Linked DNA regions of Mus musculus: region 1 is linked to region 2. Evidence: chromatin contacts called from public HiChIP or PLAC-seq data. All regions are on one chromosome and are shown on one strand. The core of a region is the stretch at or near the end of the contact, and the rest is flanking DNA. Distances in the headings are between cores, read along the strand shown. Region 1 overlaps Agl (amylo-1,6-glucosidase, 4-alpha-glucanotransferase). Region 2 holds the start of Mfsd14a (major facilitator superfamily domain containing 14A).

What was found. HiChIP or PLAC-seq counts read pairs in DNA pulled down with a chosen protein or histone mark.
Region 1: a contact with region 2 is called in an H3K27ac HiChIP or PLAC-seq map of embryonic stem cells, with 9 read pairs. The contact joins the enhancer-like site here to the promoter of Mfsd14a in region 2. A contact is called at or near these places in 2 of 39 promoter capture datasets (embryonic stem cells and liver), 1 of 15 datasets of contacts at CTCF or cohesin (the NIH/3T3 cell line), 5 of 484 Hi-C or Micro-C datasets (the G1E-ER4 cell line, adipose-derived mesenchymal stem cells, bone marrow-derived macrophages and 1 more), 8 of 115 datasets of contacts at active chromatin or transcription factors (a beta-TC-6 cell line, bone marrow-derived macrophages, embryonic stem cells and 3 more) and 3 of 9 other capture datasets (adipose tissue, liver and pancreatic islet).

What each region holds. Positions count from the first base shown.
Region 1 is chr3:116,772,263-116,775,325 of GRCm38.p6, forward strand. It overlaps Agl (amylo-1,6-glucosidase, 4-alpha-glucanotransferase), which reads right to left. Exons shown (of 34, transcript NM_001081326.1): 22 at 502-638; 23 at 125-258. Among named protein-coding and RNA genes, the nearest start is that of Agl, 34 kb to the right of the region's middle. Within about 2 kb of position 1,694, at least 7 of the 459 cell types and tissues checked have an H3K27ac peak or open chromatin away from gene starts, as enhancers often do. A contact at or near this core is called in embryonic stem cells, where this site is marked.
Region 2 is chr3:116,661,067-116,663,937 of GRCm38.p6, forward strand. It overlaps Mfsd14a (major facilitator superfamily domain containing 14A), which reads right to left and starts at 1,611. Exons shown (of 12, transcript NM_008246.2): 1 at 1,329-1,611. The coding sequence starts at 1,412.

The DNA.
Region 1 (3,063 bases), core at 444-2,943, 110 kb after region 2:
TACTGACTGTCCACCGGGAAAGCTTCCCAGCTCTGCGTCTGTGATAGTTCCTCAGGTTTTGGTCTTTTACAATCATGTATAAAATGACTCTCTATAGCTCCCACCCAGCTATGCCCATCTCTACCTTGACATCTGTTTCCACGCTACATCCAGCAGAGTGGTGTATGCACCAATCAATATAGCGTCAAAGTAGCAGGGGATGAGGTAGCGTGGGATCTGCTTCAGGTAGAAGAACATAGCCTGCAGCCATTTACCAACCTGTTACAGAAATAATGTGGAAAGTTAACTTGGTGTGTTTATAGGCTGGATATATTTGAAGAGTTAAATCTAAATATGTGACTTTGCTGGCCAGTAATCCATTAAGAGATAACCACTCCTTAGAACTGAAACACGATCAAGAAAGGAAACTGGCCTGAGGAAGCTGTGACTTATCTACAGTGGTAATAAAGCCCAAGTCTCAATGCCCCTCGACTGTTTGCACTCGAGCACCGTTCTACTTACCTCAGCAATACTTCCTGATCTTGAAATAAGCCGACCACTCACGTAGTCGATCATCCAGTCTCCCGACCTCAAGTTTTCACAGAATGGATGCCCCAGGTCATTCTTCGGTCTTATTTCTGCCAACACGGACATTAATCCTAAAAAGTGAGACATTACTGAGCTGTTGGTTGAGTCAAATGTCCTTGCTGCTCAGCTTATGTCCAGTCTCTAATGATCTGGGGTGAGCGCAGATACAGACAGACATAACGACTACTCGGTTCACAGTGGCACTTAGCATGGCTGAGTGAGAAAACTGTCAGGGTGCCTACTTTAGCAAGGACATAAAAGCGGGAAGCCAGGGATCTGCAGCTGCAAGAGCAATACAAAGCTTCCCGGGGGTCAGGACGTCTGCGACTCTTCTTCTTTATTTGTATTTAATACTATAACATTGAAAACAGCCGGTGTAACTTCTCATCCTAAAGCATGAAGCAGGTAAGCATGAGTATTCTGGGTTGGCAAGTGGTAGATTAATATTTAGGGAGGAATCAAGGGATCACAAAGCTGGTTTAGGAAGCGCGACCACCAGTGGTGGATGATAATGAAGCCTGCTTCAGAAGTAGTCTTTGAAATGTACAGGAGATATTAGAGCTAAACACACAGTCACTAAGTGAGCAGCTGGGCATACGATGACTGCTAAGCACACTTCTCAAGGGTCACCAGCCTTCTTCCTATGAACACTCGAAGCAGATTCTGTAATTCTAGTACAGGATGGCTATACTTTCATCCTTCAGGAAAATAATAATTTCTACCTTAAAACAGCATGTGGCTTCACCGGCTCCATTTTAAATAAATTCATTTAGTTAGAACTTAATGAATTTTACGTGTGCAGCATATTTTTAAAAATTAAAAACAACGAATTTAAGACGTAGGATTTTGGGGGCTGGAGGGATGGCTCAGTGGTTAAGAGCAATAGCTGCTCTTCCAGAGGTCCTGAGTTCAATTCCCAGCAACCACATGGTGGCTCACGACCATCTGACGCCCTTTTCTGGTGTGTCTGAAGACAGCGACAGTGTACTTATATATAATTAATAAATCTTAAAAAAAAAAAAAGAAGAAGCTGGACGACAAGGCTGCATGGATACTGTGTTAGAGGCGACGCCCTCTGCCCAGTCCTGTCAGGGAGGGACTCACTAGTGCTGCAGCTGAATCAAGGAGCGGCCATGAAAAGGTGTTCCAGCAACAGAGCGGCGGCAGGGCTGTGGGAGCCACGGCTTGTGTAGGAGGCAGACTGGGCTCGCCGCGCTGCTTTATAGGAAGCACTTAATCTTGGAATGGGCGGTAACTGTGGGGAGCAAAGGGAATGGCAAGGCGAAGGGAGCACAAGGCTCTGCAAGCACTAACTGGCTGTTGAGAATCTGGAGCAGAGCCATAAAAGGTTCCTAGATTCCAAATTAGCAGAGCACAGAGCACTGTAAGAGGTGGGGAACACAACTGTGCTCGCTCACGGCAGGAAAAGGTCAGCGCGTGCTTAGGTAGGAGTTAGCTTATGGCTGTTGTTAACAGTCTGCTAAAAGATGTTTTGTGCTGCCAAAACTGTTGTCTTAGGAGAGGAAAAAATGACTGATATATATATATAAAACCAAAGCCAAAAAACCCCAAACAAATCAGATAAGGGGAATTTTATTAAAAAAAAAAAAGTCAAATCACTTCATGAGGCATACAAGAAAAAGGACAGGAAATGAGCTTTTTTTAAGCTTAAAATCGGTAACACTTCTTTTATAAAATGGATTTATTTTTGTTTATGTGCATGTGTGTATCTGTATGTTTTATTTATGTGTACGTGGTATATGAATGCAGTACCCATGAAAGCCAGAAGAGAACACAGGTCATCTGGAACTGGAGTTGCAGGGAATTCTGAGCCACCCATGAAGGCTCAGAAGTGAGCCTAGGTCCTCCAGGCGAGCAGTTACGTGTGCTTAACCGGAGCCATCTCCCCAGCCCTGACACATGACCTCTGCGTGCTTACTCGGAACCAGGGCTAAGAGACTATGAGCGGTGTGGATCCTAATCACACCCCCTGTGGCACAGAACTATGGTGAGAAAACTGAACCATGGAGTTGTTTACTGCAAGGTTATACAGGTAGTTAGTATAGGGGAGTCTGGTTTCTTGTTTTTGTTGTTGTTATGATTTTTGTTTGTTTGTTTGTTTGTTTGGAGACAGGTTCTCACTCTGTAGCTCTGGCTGTTCTGGAACTCACCAAGTACACTGGGATAGCCTTGAACTCACAGAGATCCACCTACTGGAACTAAAGACATGCACCACTACACCCTGTTGAAGTCTCTTTCTTTCTTTTTTTAATAATTTATTTTATTTTTATCTTGCGTGCACTGGTGTTTTGCCTGTATGTCTGTCTGTGTGAGGGTGTTAGATCTTGGAGTTACAAATAGTTATGAACTGCCATGTGTGTGCTGCGAATTGAACCTGGGTCCTTTGGAAGATCAGTCAGTGCTCTTAACCACTGAACTATCTCTCCAGCCCCTAAAGTCTGTTTTTTAACCATAGTAGATACATTCACACACACA
Region 2 (2,871 bases), core at 361-2,860:
GTCTCGAAAAACCAAAAAAAAAAAAAAAAAAAAAAAAAAAGGTCTGCTCCTTAATTATCTTGCTTCTTGTCTTTTGCAAAGATTGGTCTTAAATAGCACCTGGTTTTTGAAAATATGCTTCGTTATAAGTTTCTCTCTCTAAACCTGACAACGATATTCTTTCCTCCCAGTATAGCTCCTACTAACTTGGTCAAGACAGCTAATGAGAATTCATCAAAGTAATACTTTGATCAGGTACAGTAAGAAAATCTGGAAAGCTCTGAACCCTCTTTTTTCACTAAAAGTCAAAGCTATGACAACTAATAAATCTGACAGTTAACTGAACATATTCCGAAATCGTTCCATATGTCCCAAGCTTTCTAAATGATGGCAGTTGGACTAGGCCATGTTCTCAAATGTCAAAAGAAAGTTGTCATTTATTTCAAACTGATTTCAGCAAATCCTCCGCGGTGGCCTACTTACATATTTAGTGCTTTGCTAGCATTGATCAAGGCTCCATTAAACTACAAACAAATGGAAAGAAACAATGTCTGCAACTTCACCACAGAGACACATCTTACTTTTCCATTCTATTTCGGAACGCGATACCAAAGGAGTCAGCAAAGATCAGAGTGTAACGCTACAAACACACAGCACAACAAAAGTGTACGTTTGTTTTCCAATGACAAATCCTATATCGACGTCTGGTAGCACACTGCACAGTGCATAAAGTTTTCTGCGAGTAACGACTGTCTAAAAGGCACATTTTTAGCCTCAGTCCGCCTGCCAGAATCTGTCTCCGATCCTCACGCCATGACCAATTCTAAAGACTTATTTTGAGGCACAAGGTGAAGATTTCTCTAACGGAGAGGGCCCCAGGGAAGGTCAGGCTTCCGACGCCGGGAGAGGGGACGAGCCCACTCCCCGACAAGGTAGCCGAACAGCTCCAAGCCGCTGCTCCGGCTCCCGGCGACCGCGATGGGACAACGCACGTACCCTGGCCCAGCGGGCCGCGGCGGCGGCCACCCGCCACAGCATACGGAGCGCAAGGCTGCCCAGCCTCCCCGCGCGCCGCGCTGGGCCTGGCGAGGCTGCGGAGGGGCCGCCGCCTCCTCCCCGAGGCCGGGCGCACGTGGGCCGAGGCCGCAGGCTCCGAGACGCAGTGCCCCGCCGGAGGTACCAGCAGCGTCCAGGGGAGCCAGGCCGCGGAGGCCGCAGGCCGAGACCGCGGCAGCGCCGGCGGCACGGAAGGGCAGGGCGCTCTCGGCCCAGCGAAGGCGGAAGCGGGGGGAAGAGCGAGCCGGGCCCGCACCCGGGCCGTCCTGCGGCGCGGAACCAGCAGCACTCACCGTGCCTCCGTCCTTAATGATGATCTTTTTGGCCAGCATGATACTGCGGTTCGCGGCCCGTTTCTTTTTCTTCCCCTGGGTCATTTTACCATCCTCGACTCCCGGCGCTGCAGCAGCCACTCAGGGGGCGGGCGGCCCCAGCGGCGAGTGCGGTCCCGCCACTACTGCCGGGCCGAGCCGCTCAGGGCGCACGCCGCCATCTTGAGGGCCCGGCCTGCCTCGGGCGGCGCGTCACATCGTGCGATCGGCTGAGTCGCTCGCCACGCCCCCGTGACGCAGCCACGCCCCCGCAGTGCGGGCACGCCCCTCCAACCCTGCAATAGCGGAGGACTGGGAGGTGCCGCGGGAGCGGGTGGAGCCAGGTGCTTTGGCTGCCTAGCTTTTGCCCTCTAAGGCGCTGAGCGATGGCTATTTTAACAGTTTTTCCTTCACAGATGAACTCAAGTTCCGAAAAGTTTTTACCTACTCAAATCTGACAAATAGTTTCTCAGATGCTCAGGCGTCCCAGGCTAATAGCATCCGCATCAAATGCATCCCCACCAAAACAGAATTGAAGGGGACAACGGGAAAGTTTTCCAGGAATGGTCAGTAGCAGGTAGAGGAGTTTTAGCTGTTGATCTGATGCCCAGCTAGGTCATGCTGGCTTACATACCCCCACGTACCAGTACATTCTCTCCCAGTGTAAACTAGATGCCATACTTTATAGGCTTTTAAAAATTGGTTTGACTAGAAGACTGGTAGAAAGAGCAGACAGGTGGAATATGAAATGTGATATTAACAGTACTGACATTTACTTTGAGGCAGCACATTATGTAGACCAGGCTGGCCTCAAACTGAGAGATCTCCCTGACTACCTCCCATATTGTGATCAAAGTCATGTGCCACCATGTCTAGCAAAGTCTTCATTTTGGTAACTGTTGGAAAACTTTCCTTTAAATATACCTTCAGTGCTAGGTATGAACGAGCACAACACATGCTTTCCCCCATCAAACTGTTCGATAAAGGGGAACTGGAAACAAACCAAACTGTGGCAACAGCGATCCTGGATGTGGTGGCTCTAAGTAAGATAAATGTTCCCAAACTCAGTGATATTCCTCCCTGGGAGAAGTGGAAGGGGCTCCCTCCCTCTCCTGGCTTGTGGCCTGGTTAGTGATGGATGACCTTGTTTTAACAGGGCAAAGCAGAAATGACAGCACTGACTTTAGAGGAGAGGTCATAAAAGGTACTGTATGTTTTTGCTAGGCTCTTCATTTACTCCAGTCAGGGGTTGCCGATTGTTATGCCATAATACCAGAGGAACTATGGAGAGGTGCTGCCGTTGAGCTGAAATCTCCTTCAAAGCTTTGTGGATTATCTTGGAACGAGATCCTCTATGCCTGGTCAAGCCTTGAGCTGACTGCAAACTTTATGAGACCTTCAGCTATGAATACCCAGCTTAGCCACATTACTGGGATGGGGCTGTAGCTGGTTCTTTTGGAGTGCTTTTCCTGTAAGCATAGGGCTGCGGATTCTATCACCAACAATCAGTGAACCCAGCATAGAA